Regions from separate parts of the Mus musculus genome. Here region 2 is linked to region 1. Evidence: chromatin contacts called from public promoter capture Hi-C data. All regions are on one chromosome and are shown on one strand. The core of a region is the stretch at or near the end of the contact, and the rest is flanking DNA. Distances in the headings are between cores, read along the strand shown.

Region 1 (6,457 bases), core at 2,509-5,008:
ACCTGCTGGTTCAACAGACCACAGAGTGAAAGTATTTGAAAGAATTGTCAGCACTGAACTTGTACAGATTTTTTTCTCCATCCTTAGAGTATGAACAATAAAGTAGAACAGTTCTTTACATGAATTTGCGTTGCATTAGGAATTATAAAGCCAGATAGCCTTTGTACGCCAAAGGGAAGGCCTTGGAACTGATCTCCTAAGGAAACCAAGGGGACGCACTTACTTCCTCTGGATCAGAAAGTTTCAGACCCATTGAGTAGCGCTGATGTAGGAGAACCTTGCTATTAAGGTAGCAGTCCCCCACGACCAGATGGCTTTCTGAGTTCCGCACAAAAACGGAGGGCTCCCTTTCTCAGCGGGGCTTCCCTGTCTCTGCCTGTCTTTGTCTGGAGAATGTCCCTGAACACAGGTGGCTGGCCTCGTCTGAAAAGTGACTTTGTACAGAGCTCTCTGCCGGGCTGCATAACTGAGCACACATGTCTTCTCTGGCTTCCCACCACATGATACTTAGGTGTTGTACTATAACCAATCAGCCCTGACTGCTCGCTTGATGCCATGCCCGATAAGCCCTTCCCACCTGTACCCCTAAAGTAGACTCATCTCGCTGATGTGGTCTCGGGTCTCCTGGAGGTCATTCAGTCCGTACTCAGGGCCCTCCCCACTCCGAACCCTGTTCTCTGCTTCTGCTTCCTCTCTCCCCTCAGGCTGTTGGCCACCAGCCTCCAGGGAGAAAGAGGGAGCCACACATTGATTTAAGGATTTTATAAATACAAGTGACTTTTAAAAATGCCCTGCTTAGCCGGGCGTGGTGGCCCACGCCTTTAATCCCAGCACTTGGGAGGCAGAGGCAGGCGGATTTCTGAGTTCGAGGCCAGCCTGGTCTACAAAGTGAGTTCCAGGACAGCCAGGACTACACAGAGAAACCCTGTCTCAAAAACACCAAAAAAAAAAAAAAAAAAAAAATGCCCTGCTTGCCAAATGTAGTAGCACACACTTTAATCGCAGCCCTGCCCAGCGGCAGAGGTAGATGGATCTGCATCTCACTAAATTCCAGGCTAGCCTAGCCTACATACTGAGTTCCAGGCCAGCTACCCTTCCCCCAACCCCACCCCTCCAAGGGAGGGAGCTTGAGACAGGGTTTCTTTGTATAACCTTGCCTGTCCTGGAACTTACTCTGTAGACCAGACTGGCCTCAAAAATCAATCTGTCTGCCTCTGCTTCCTGAGTGCTGGGACTAAAGGTGTGTGCCACCACTGCCTGGTGGTATCTACCCTTTTAACTAATTAATTAATTAATTAATTAATTAATTAATTAATTTAGTCTTTCTTAGACAAAGGCTTACGTAACCCTGTCTGTGTTTGAACTCTTGCCTGATCCTTCTGCTTTTTCATCCGAGCTCCCGGGGTTGTAGGTGGACAGCAACCACCACATACATCTGTCCAGTTTATGTGCTGCTGGGAAGGAACTCCAGGACTTGGGCTGTGAATATGGCTCACTGGGGAAAGACACTTGCCACCAAAGCTGCTAGCCTGAGTTCAATCCCTGGGAGCTATTACGGTAAGGAGGAAACCAACCCTTGCCATCTGTCAAACCCGGGTTTGTGCATGCTTGTCAGGCACTCTACCAACTGAGCTACATCCCAACCATGGGGGAAATGAAACATTTTGGGGGCACCAACTATGTATAAGGTTCTGAAAGTTGCTACCATGACTGATGGCTCATCTATATTCTTATTTGGTTCACAGCATGTACTAGAGAAACCCATAAGTCACTTACATCACAGTGTTTTAGAACTCAAGTGCCATCCTTGTTTCTAAGAATTTCACAGATTTATATAAAGGGAGGAAGGGAGAGAAGGAGGGGAAGGAGGAGAGAGGGAAGGAGGGAGGGAGGGAGAGGAAAGGAGGAAGAAGGGAGAGCATCTTACGCCCCTAACGAGCTCCAAGCTACTGAGCTCAGGCGTCCCATCTCATATTCTTCGCAATCTCCAACAGCACACGAGGGAGAAAATCAGTCTATAAAAAGCTGAATGTGGCAGACATTTACTGAGCCAAGATCATCCCAGTATCACCCCCATCCCCATAAACGCACCCTCATTCCCAATCACTCAAGACTTAAAGCAGAAACACCTTCTGCCTGGCATGGCAGTACACTTCTTGTCATTCTCATACTAGGGAGGCAGGGGGTTGGAACATATGAGTCCAGCCAGGAATACACATTGAGACATTGTCTCAGAAAACCAAGGACTGGATATGTCTGTAGCTCTGGGCAGTCTATCCCTAGCAACTCCTAAAAACAAAAATCTTTGCTTCTACTTTTGCTGGACAAGATTTGTCATACTAGATAGCCCCTGGGGAGAGAGAAAAGGAGGAAGGGAAAGAGGGAGGGAGGAAAGGAGAGAAGGAGGGAAGAAGAGAGAGGAATGGAAAGAGGGAGGGGAAAAGGGAGGGAGAGACCTCCAGGAAGAAAGAGAGGGAGGGAGGGAAAGAGAGAGAGAGGAAAGGAGAGAAGGAAGAAAGGAGAAAGGGAGGAAGGGAGAGAAGGAAGGGAAGGAGGAGAGAGGGAAGGAGGGAGGGAGGGAGAGGAAAGGAGGAAGAAGGGAGAGCATCTTACAAATTTTCTAAGTTGACAAACCCTAAGTGGGGCTAGGTTCCCCAGGGGGAACCAGGAGGGCTTGGTAAAATCTCCACTTGCAAAGCCCATGTTGGGTACTGTGTAGGTACAAAGGTGAGCCAAACAGGTTCCTGGCCCTCAAGAGTTTACAAGAGTCAAGTCATACTAACCCTCGGCCTCTGTAAACCACAAAGTAGAATAGGCCAAGTGCTGCAATGCTGGCAGCTGGGGAAAGCTCTGTGGGAGAACAGATGGGAGAGAGATTAATCCCATATGCTGAATATTCAGAGGATGGAGCTTTAGGGGGCTACCCCTTAGAAGATGAGGGGGCAACAACCCACAGATAATAGAGTACTTCCTGCCTGTGCTTGATGGTTTGCCCGAATCTCCGGAAAGACACATAAAGTGAAATTTTGCCTAAGTTCAACCTAGAAAGCAGTGTTGGGGCTGGTGGATTTGAACACACACAAGTCCTGTAGAGCTGGTATTCTCAGCCCTCAGGTATGAAGCAAAAATGCCATGAGAGAAGACTAACAATTTGCAAAGTATGTCTAGGGAATAGTGAAGACTCTGTAAAGGTGTAGATATGTGCATGTGTCTATATAATATTCTTTCACTGAAAAGGAGGCTTGGAATCTGTATCGATTCCTGACTTTCGTAGATTTCATCTGATCTCCCTGAATCCCTATTTGGGGTACTATTCTCCTTGTTTTGCCGACAAGGAAACAGAAACACTGATTATTAAGAAACCCTCGCTGTCTGGTGATGGGGGTGCAATCTGAATTTAGGGTCTACTCCTCTTACCCTCCGTGCTGGCCAGTAGTTGCCCACCTGTGACCACTTGTGCTTAGTGCTCAAAACTGGCTACTTTCTCCCTAGTTTAAACATCCTTGTCTCCTCCCAACTTCTCCAACTTTCCTCCACTCCCACCCATAGGTTTTTTCAGCTAGAGTGGTCCAGGTCACTACCACAGGGCTGCCAGGGGCATCTGGGAGCTTTAAATCTGCTTCCATTCCAAAATGCTTTGAAACTCCTCCTATAAAGAGGCCTGGAGCCCAGAACAGATATGAGTGTGTCCCAGGGGCTGTGCCTGCGGCTCGGGGCGGGGCGAAGTTTGAAGGGGGCGGGACTTAACTGTGGGCGTTGCCAGGCAATGGGGCGGGTTCTGAGAGCTGGGTGTTGCAGGTGTCTCCTCCGCCTCTCTGGGTCCCCGGCCGCGCCAGGCACTGTGTGGGCAGCCGAGGGAGCGCCTTTGTGCCTGGCTGGGGTGAGGCTGCAACGGCCCCTTGTACGCCCTGGTCCATTGTCTTTTCGGCTGGTGCCACAGGGGCGGCTGTAGTGCCAAGCCGGGTGGACACAGGCATCCCCGGCGCACCGTGGGAGATGAAGCTCCCGAAGCCTTGGTGGGCGGGCGGCGGCCTCCTGCAACTCACGATTCTGTTGAGCTTGGTAGGGCTCCGTGTGGACCTGGACCTCTTCCTGCCGCCGCCGGCCGCCGCACTTTGGGAAGAGCTGCTCCCACTCTGCCCCACCCGCCCCGCCTCGGCTTCTAACCCCTTCTCGGCTTCGGAAGGCTGGGAACGCACCCCCCTGCTACCTGCCAAAGGCCGGCTGCTGCACGAAGTGCGCGCGCTCGGGGTCCCCTTCATTCCCCGCACCCGCGTGGACGCGTGGCTAGTGCACAGCGTGGCGACTGGGAACGCAGACGGGGCCCACGGGCTGCTCGGCACCGCCGCCTCGTCGGCCGTGGGAGACGGCGGCCAGTCAGCATCCGCGGGCGGCGGGGACCCCCGAGCGGCTCATAGCAGCCCTCTGGCCGCTGAGGAAGAGGAGGAGAAGGCGGCCGAACCGACGGCGCAGGTGCCAGATGCAGGCGGATGCGGGAGCCAGGTAACCTAAAAAAACGCAAGCGAGAAGCACGTCTACGCCCTCCAGGGCAGAAAGAACTGGCCCCGAGCTCTAGGGTCCCGATGACTAGGCAGGGTCACACCCGGGCTCTCTTTTCTCCCTACTCTAGGTAGTTACAGGTTGCGGGACAAATGTGCCCCGCCTCCTTTTGAATGAAGAGGGTGAGTTCTGGGGATTTGCTTTTAGGGAAAGTGTATGAAATCCATTGCGTGCAGAGACCACCCTTCCTTGTGTTTGATGGCTGTGGAGGGTATTTTGGTAATGGGGAAGCTAGAGGGAATGGTGCTGTCTGGACGTGGCCTTTAATCGTACCCCGAATGCATTAAGATGCCTTGATGGGGAACCTGTACCGGAGTAGAGAATATGAAGGAGGCCTCAGCCCCTGAGAAGATGTGCATCTCTCTGAAGAACCACGCACCTAAGCCGAGACACGATCCTTGCCCTGAGTTTAAACGTTTGTGGATGTGTTGTTGTGCTCCTGGACTAAGTAGGCTCGGTGTTCAGTGCAGGTGGTCTCTCTGTGATCTACCATCCCACCCTTGCCTGAGAATACTCCCTAATGGGACGTGTGAAATCCATAATTGACATAAACATGACACGTAGTAAGTTCCCTTTGGTTGCCGGTGCTCCCCTGCAGCTGAACTTTTTGTTTCTAAACAGTTCTGCAAGATCTGTGGGCGAAAACCTCAGGAAAGACCTGGCAACTAAAGCGCTCCTGTCTCCCAGGGGGTGCGGGTGGGGGGGGGGGGGAACTGGCTCCCTTTTAGGCCCAGTGCTTGAGGTTAACTGATGTCAATCCACAAGTGTTTGTAGGAGGTTGTTTTTGTGAAAAGCAGTCTTGTGCAAAATGGGAATTGGAACTAAACTGGTTTGTTTGCGGCTGTTCAAAATCACCGTTTGTGTAGGCAGTTGTCTGACGGGCTCCTCCACCCTTTCTTGGAGGGGTCATTGCGAGAGGTGCTAGTGATTCATTGTTAGGCTGTTCTGATCCCTTCCTCCTCTCTGGGAAGGGAGCTAATAGGGTGGGGGTTAGTGCTAGCGGTGATAGGCCCCTGATGGTTTAGAACTAACAGGAAGCCACTCCCTCTTCCAGTCTATGGATCTGAACTCCCAAGAGGGAAGGGTGTCACCCGAGGAGAGGCATCTCTCATTTTAGGAGAGTACCTGCTACCTCCACACCTTTTCTGGTCCTGCAAAGTGTGACTTTGAAACCCTGGGTGGATTCTGTACGAGGTGGTGCCACACCAGTCTCACAGCCAAATGTCATCCAGCTTGCTAAGTGTACAGACCTTTGAAGGGAATAGAAGATTTTCTCTCTGAAGGCTTCCTTCCTACCATTGCCTGGTTGATACCTATCTAGACTGGTGGGCTGGTTTTGGAGGCAGCTCTGATGGCCTGGGAACTGAAACACGGGTTTAAAAACTTGTGCAAGGTACCAGAACCAGCTAGTTATGGTGGGCAGAATCTGAACCCAGGCGTCCGGCAGCTCCTCCCTCTCCCTTCTTACCCTCTGTGTCAATGGTTCTCACAAGGACGACCTGGAGTCTGTCTTTCTTCGAGGAGGAGAGAACAAAGCCACGGTGGTCCCATGCCCTCCAGTCTTCCACCAGACCCCCAGCAACTCTCTTGACAGTGCCTTCCCAGGCTGGGCTGCAGGTGCTTCTGCAAGGCCAGGGTAACCGTGTGGGGGTTGTTTCTTTTCAGTCAAGCTGATCAGTTGCTGAGGCCTTTCCAGCGCCATGGTGGAAATGCCCTGTACTTGTCTGTCTGTCTGTCTGTCTGTCTGTCTGTCTGTCTGTCTGTTCTTGAGGAAACAATACCCAAAGAGGTCAGGAAACTCGGCTGAAGATATGCAATAGTTAATGGCGGAAGTGGACTGAGAACTGGATCTTCAGTCTCCCAGACTGGTATATTAATTAAGTACCATGCATGGGTT
Region 2 (6,077 bases), core at 3,413-5,912, 790 kb after region 1:
CTTTCCTACCCCTGGACTGTACTCAGGACGCATGTGGAATCCGGGATCAATTGGAGGGTAGGTAATACCCTTTTAGAGCTCAGTCTACACCTTTAGAGGAAAGTTGAATTTGGAATTCGTTCATGGAATTTATGAAAGTTTGAGAGGCCGTAGATAGAATATGTAGCATTAACAAATAGTCTTTTTTCAATGGATCTAAATAGATATTGGTGCACATACAATAGCCAGACAAAAACCATCTACAAAGAGGAAGGCATATATACAATTATAGTCACAGAAAAACACAGAAACCCACACACACAATTATAGACATGAGAAATGTTGATGCACACGCATGTGTGTGGGAATGCATACAATTATAACTATAAGCAAGCACACAGAGAAATAGAAATGTGCTTAAGTACACATAAAAACATGTGAAAAGAGACATGATACATTTGTCCATGAATAGCTAAAATTTGGACTCAGGGACAGTGGCTCTGCATTTGTTTCCCGTGTCTCTTTGGCCTACAGCCAGGGCTGGTCCTTCAGCTATGGCCACTTCCCCTTGCACAAGACCCTCTGGATAAAGCAGTCCGTGTTTCTTTGTCACCAAGCATCTTTATTGTTACATAAAACACAGGTAGCTGGGCTGGGAAGCGTGCCTTCTCTGAACCCCAGGCTGGGGGGTGGGACGGGACATGAGGAGACAAGGGAGATGATGGCCCCGGTGGGTGCTGGACTTCCCCCACCCACTACAGAATTAGTTCAATACAACACACCATGCTACAAAGTCACCCCATTAAAACATCCTTCCAAAGTCAAGACATTCCTTTACAAATGAGCTCCAAGATTATAGAAATGACAACAACACAAAAAAAATCTGGTTCAAATATACAGTATTTGTCCTTGTAGGAAAAGTCAGGGTATACATATTTGACATGGCTGAACAGTAGGACACAAAAGCAAGGGGGAGAGGACAGTGAGTCTGGGAACATCTCCTTAGTCCCACAAAAACAAAACCCAGAGCTATTCCAGAGGATGGCAGCCAGCTCGGGAATGCTCCCCTCCTGAAGTAGGGTTAATGGCCCTGACCTTGTGTCAAAGCCAGAGAAAGAGGGATTCTAGGTTACAGCACTTGGTATGCTTTGGAATAAATATATTATTTTTCAATTTAAATAGAAGCCAATACCCTGGTCCCTGAACCTCATTGCCTTGTCAGTGAAGCCTTGGTGACCCCAAAGACTATCAGTTAGAAGCATCAAGGTCCAGCCTGGGAGGGATGGGCACCGAGAAGCAGGTGAGCTAGCCAGCACACAATAGGTAGTTTAGGGCTAGTAGTAGGTAGTATTGATCATGGTTTGCAGGTATTGGCCGGGTGTGTGATGGGGGTGGGGCAGGTGCTGGGTGTCTGCCAGTGTTGGGACATGAAGGAGGCTTCTTAGGAATGGTGGCCCACTGGGGCTGGGCCCATAGGTAGTTTGGGAGTGCCTCTCAAAGAGGCCTGTGCTAGGTAGTATTTTGGCTGTGCCTGCGCACAACACTGGCCCAGGGTTGTGGGTATCTACTGGGTTCCTCAGAGGCAGAGAGGGTCCCCAAGGTGACCTAATTTCCCTGGGAGCTAAAGTGGGTGATTGAATGGAATGAGGGTAGGAACTGATTCCCTCTTTTTTTCTTTCCCTTTCTTTTTTCTCTTTCTTTTTTCTTTCTTTCTTTCTTTTTTTTTTTTACACTTTATTTCCCCCCATTTTTGTAACTAAAATCAATGAGTCTCTTAAAGACGCTTTTCCAACTGTCCTGTGCAGCCAGGGTCCTGTGCCTGGCCCTTTACTCCTCTTCCTCCTCTTCTTCCTCCTCTTCCTCCTCTTCCTCCTCGTCCGCCTTGTCAGCAGCTGTGGAAACGGAGGGCACCGCGTCTTCCGGGGCTGCAGTGGGAGCCTGGCTCTCATCTTTATGCTCTTTCTTCCACTTCATGCGCCGATTCTGGAACCAGATCTTGATCTGGCGCTCAGTGAGGCAGAGCGCGTGAGCGATCTCGATGCGGCGGCGCCGCGTCAGGTAGCGGTTGAAATGGAATTCCTTCTCCAGTTCCAGCGTCTGGTAGCGCGTGTAGGTCTGGCGTCCCCGCTTCCTGTCGGGTCCTAGGAACAGAAATTTGGACATATAGATAGACAAAACAGACAAGCAGACTAGGATGTGGACAGAAGAGTGCTTTAGTCAGGCCAGCAGCCCAAGAACCTGCACCTTCCACCTTGCCCAAATCCAGGTGCAACCCTCATCACCCTCAATTGAGCTGGGGGAGGGAAATTGTGAGCGGAAGGCCCCAGGGCCAGACAAGCAAGAACATCTGTGAGAAGCCTTAGGGCAGAATTCCAACTTTACAACTGGCCTTTCCAGCCGGCTACGTTTCCACAATGTCCTGCTTCCCCCTGACAAAGGGAAATTGTCAATATAGAGTGTGGCAAGTGGGGGACTCTGCGCTTTTGCCATTCAAAGGCGAGCCTGGCTGCTCCCCAGCCTTGCTAGTGGGCGACCCTCATCAGCAGCCCCATCCACAAGACCTTCCTGTGACTTTCCCACCCTCTGTCCCATTGGCTTCAGCCCCGTTCTGGAAATGGCCTCTGGTACAGTGATGAGTGAGGGATCCCGGAGGTCTCAATTCTCCTTGCCTTTGAGAAAGAAAGCCAGGCCGAAAGAAGGGAAGGAGGGGAGAGAGAGCTGGAGTCAAGAAAGAGATAGAGGACAGAAAAGAGGGGGATAGAAAGAAAGACTGAGGGAGAGAAAAAGAGAGGGAAGGGAAGAAGGGGGAGAGGGGGGGGAGAAAGAGAGAGAATATGAGAATGAGAATAGCGGAGAAACTTATTGTAAAAATTCCAAGGCAAATGGAGTTAAATAAATTTACGAGGATCGAACCCATTAATTGGGCCATAAAAAGTTTTATGAGCCTCATTTACATACAATGCTACGGGTCTCTCCACGCTATGGCGCCTCAGCTCTAATTAAAACCAGAAAGGCAGCGCCACGGGGACTTGCGGGGCCGCCGGCTGGAAGCCGCCGGGCTGGGCTCTCTCAGCCCCCCGCGCCCTGCTCCCGCCCCTCCGCTCCTCCCGCTCGCCGACCCCGCCGACCACTGAGCCTACCTGAACTGCGCATCCAGGGGTAGATGCGGAAACTGGCTTCGGCCGGGCCGTGAAGCACGCCCTCGTCCGCCTTGTCGCAGGCGCCTTTGGCGAGGTCACTGCAGAGCCCGGGGATGTTTTGGTCGTAGGAGGCGCAGGGCAGGTTGTAGGCGTCGGCTCCCAGGCCATAGCCGGACGCGAAGGGGCTCTGATAGAGGGGGCTGTTGACATTGTATAAGCCCGGCACAGTGGAGGCGAAGGCGCCGGCGCCCGGCCCGTAGCCGCTTCTCTGCGAGTTGGGTGCAAAGGAGCAAGAAGTCGGCTCGGCATTTTGGAAGAGAGAAGCCCCCGCCGTATATTTGCTAAAAAGCGCGTTCACATAATACGAAGAACTCATAATTTTGACCTGTGATTTGTTGTCCGGCAGCTTTCAGTGTCGGTTTTACGAGGTAGCGTGATATATGATAACATTACACCCCCAGATTTACACCAAACCCCATTTTCTTTTGGACGGAGCTCGCCGCGGCACGTGACCGCCCACATGACCGCCTCCGCCAATCTCAGCAGCCCTCACAGGTGGTCCCGCGCCACGGGCCGCCTGCCTCCTAGAATGGAAGGGGAAGAGGCTCACAGACGCGGCCTGCCTGCACCGGGCTGCCAGGGCGCCCGACGCAATCAGACCCCTAGGCTCCGCCAGAGCCCCGTCCCAGCCGCCGAAGCCTGGAGGCAGGGATCTCGCCCCCTCCCCCGACAACCTCATACCTATTCCTGAACCCCAGATCCACTGTGTGGATTCCCCCTGTTCGGGCCCTCTCTGAGGGTCCAAGACCCAGGGTCTCTGTAACCTGTCCGCCCAAAGATGGTCTAGAGAGGGAAATCCACTCTTTGCCCACCTCTCTCTATAAGCAGGGAAACCTTTAAGACCTGATTTGATGCTCCAGCGCCAACACCGCAGGCGCGGTGTCTCCTCTAGCCGAGCGGAGAGACCGCTGCCACAAACTGGAACCATGTGGTTCGAATAAAGTCAACGTCTCTCAGCTTCCTTTCTTTAATCGGCGGCGCACTGTTTATCTGCCCTAAAGGAAGCAGTGAAATATTTATCTATTAATGAGCCTCATTTGCCAACAGATATACTAACATGGGATTCCTTTTCTCCTCCCGGACACTGCGGCCCTGGCAGTTTCTCTGCATTTGCTCCTGGGCACCTGGCTGGCTGGCAGCAACTCCAGAGATAGCTCAACACCCGCTTTGTCCTTGCCACAACCCCTAGTTACCCCCTAGATGACAAAAAACTGGGGTATCCTCATTCAGTTTGGGAGAAACTCGGCTCCACAAATTTTAAAACACATCCGTCATACACTCCTGGCGGCTCTCAGGCAAGCAAGCCTTCCACCCTGTGGGCCGGTAACAGTTTTAGAGCTGGATTAGAGACAGGAGAGGTAATCTCAGGACCTGGGTGCTGTAGCTCATTGTGGAACCCCAGTTCTTTAGGAGACAATAAAAGCGAATAAGGGAGCCCTTTCTAGGGGCCACCCAGATCCCGCGGCTTCACCTTTCTAAGCACTGTGTGCTTGCTAAGCACAGCCTCGTTCTCTCCCAAATAGTAGCCCACCCTGGGGGCTTACCTTGCTGGGCTTCAGACCCCCTCCCCCTGCAATGATAGGTCGGGTGAAGGCTCTGCTGCCCAACGCTCTCTGGAGGATATTTGGGTGAACCCTTCCCCTAAACGCCTCATAAACTGCTCAGGCCATGCTGGAAGACTGGCGACCTTTTACTGCTCAGCTCGATTGCACATCATAAACCCGACTTCACAATGGAATTGCCCCGGAAATTCTCCTCTAAATTATAGAGTTTGGTTCCTGGTGTACAAAGCACTTTCTTATCACTTTCAGTGGGTCCAGGCTGCCTCCACCTACCCCACCCCCGTTTACCGCATCCTCTCAGGGGGGTCTTGGAAGCACAAAAGACAGAGGGATGTTCAAATCCCGCTGGAACGAACCCCAGCTCCTACCTAGTAAAGGGCTCAGGTTTTGGTGGGGAGGAGGGCAGGTGGGAGCTGGGCTATCTCCCCTGGAGCATAAGGACCCTAAGGCGGCAATATCCGGGATCCACTTTATGGTGGACCAGGATGGGAAACAGAAGAGGTGAAACAGGGAGGGGGTAGAAATCGAAATAACAGTGTCTTCTAAGAGAGAAATAAAATTCTAAAATAGCTAAAAGAAGATGAAGCAAACCAAAAGAAGGCTAGGAGATCAAAGAGGCGAAATTAGACTGCTTTAGACCAATAAATTGTTCCTGGGGTGACACAGAAGGGCGCACAGTGAAAGGCCAGGCAGGCCCAGGCGGTCTGTCTAGACTCAGGAGACTGGAGCAGTCCAAAGGCACGTGTCTAAAGTGGAACTTCTCTTTAGAAGGAGACCTGACAACCAGAGTTCGGAGTTGGGTTGAACAGGAAAAACACGACACTAACACACCTAGGAAGGTCATCTGAATTTGGCCTGAAAGGACTAAGTGGTTCCCACAAGAGACTCTGTGCTAGTTTGCCAAGGCCAAATAGGTCCCAAATTCTGCTGTTTTCAAGGTCTTGGCACTTCTGGGCACAAGTCTTCCCTCTGAGTGGGATTCAAGACTCACCAAAAACCCTCACTTCGTTTCTGTGTCTCTTTTCCCTTGGCAGACTTTGAACAAAATCAGACTCTCAGCAAGGCCTATTTAATTATATGTTTTCTGACTGTTGGCTCCCTACTTATTTAATGGAAATGTATCTGTTATGTGTGAAAATATTCACACACTATTGAGCCCAGACCCAGTTTTTAATCTGCTATCTAAATATTTCCCAACGCTGTCCCAGAACTAGCTTTCAAACCTACTGCCAGAGTTTGTTTCCTCCGTTTCCTGTGGCCAGATAGTCCTCAATGTTTAAATCTAGGTTTAGAATGTAAACGCAGACCTTTGCAGCAAAACGGCGCCTTCTAGAGA

The links. Capture Hi-C pulls out chosen DNA fragments and counts their contacts.
Region 2: a promoter capture Hi-C map of adipose tissue shows a contact between it and region 1, with 6 times the contacts expected there. The contact joins the promoter of Hoxa7 here to the promoter of Nfe2l3 in region 1. A contact is called at or near these places in 10 of 39 promoter capture datasets (the 3T3-L1 cell line, HPC-7-derived erythroid cells, embryonic stem cells and 4 more), 1 of 15 datasets of contacts at CTCF or cohesin (embryonic stem cells), 4 of 484 Hi-C or Micro-C datasets (cerebral cortex and embryonic stem cells), 5 of 115 datasets of contacts at active chromatin or transcription factors (acute myeloid leukemia, bone marrow-derived macrophages, embryonic stem cells and 2 more) and 4 of 9 other capture datasets (adipose tissue, embryonic stem cells, liver and 1 more).

What each region holds. Positions count from the first base shown.
Region 1 is chr6:51,428,911-51,435,367 of GRCm38.p6, forward strand. Nfe2l3 (nuclear factor, erythroid derived 2, like 3) reads left to right here and starts at 3,759. Exons shown (of 4, transcript NM_010903.2): 1 at 3,759-4,503. The coding sequence starts at 3,997.
Region 2 is chr6:52,213,911-52,219,987 of GRCm38.p6, forward strand. Hoxa7 (homeobox A7) reads right to left here and starts at 4,663. Exons shown (of 2, transcript NM_010455.2): 1 at 3,120-4,663; 2 at 1,713-2,120. The coding sequence starts at 3,495. The coding sequence ends at 1,807. Mira (mistral long non-coding RNA) reads right to left here and starts at 1,378. Exons shown (of 1, transcript NR_045199.1): 1 at 581-1,378.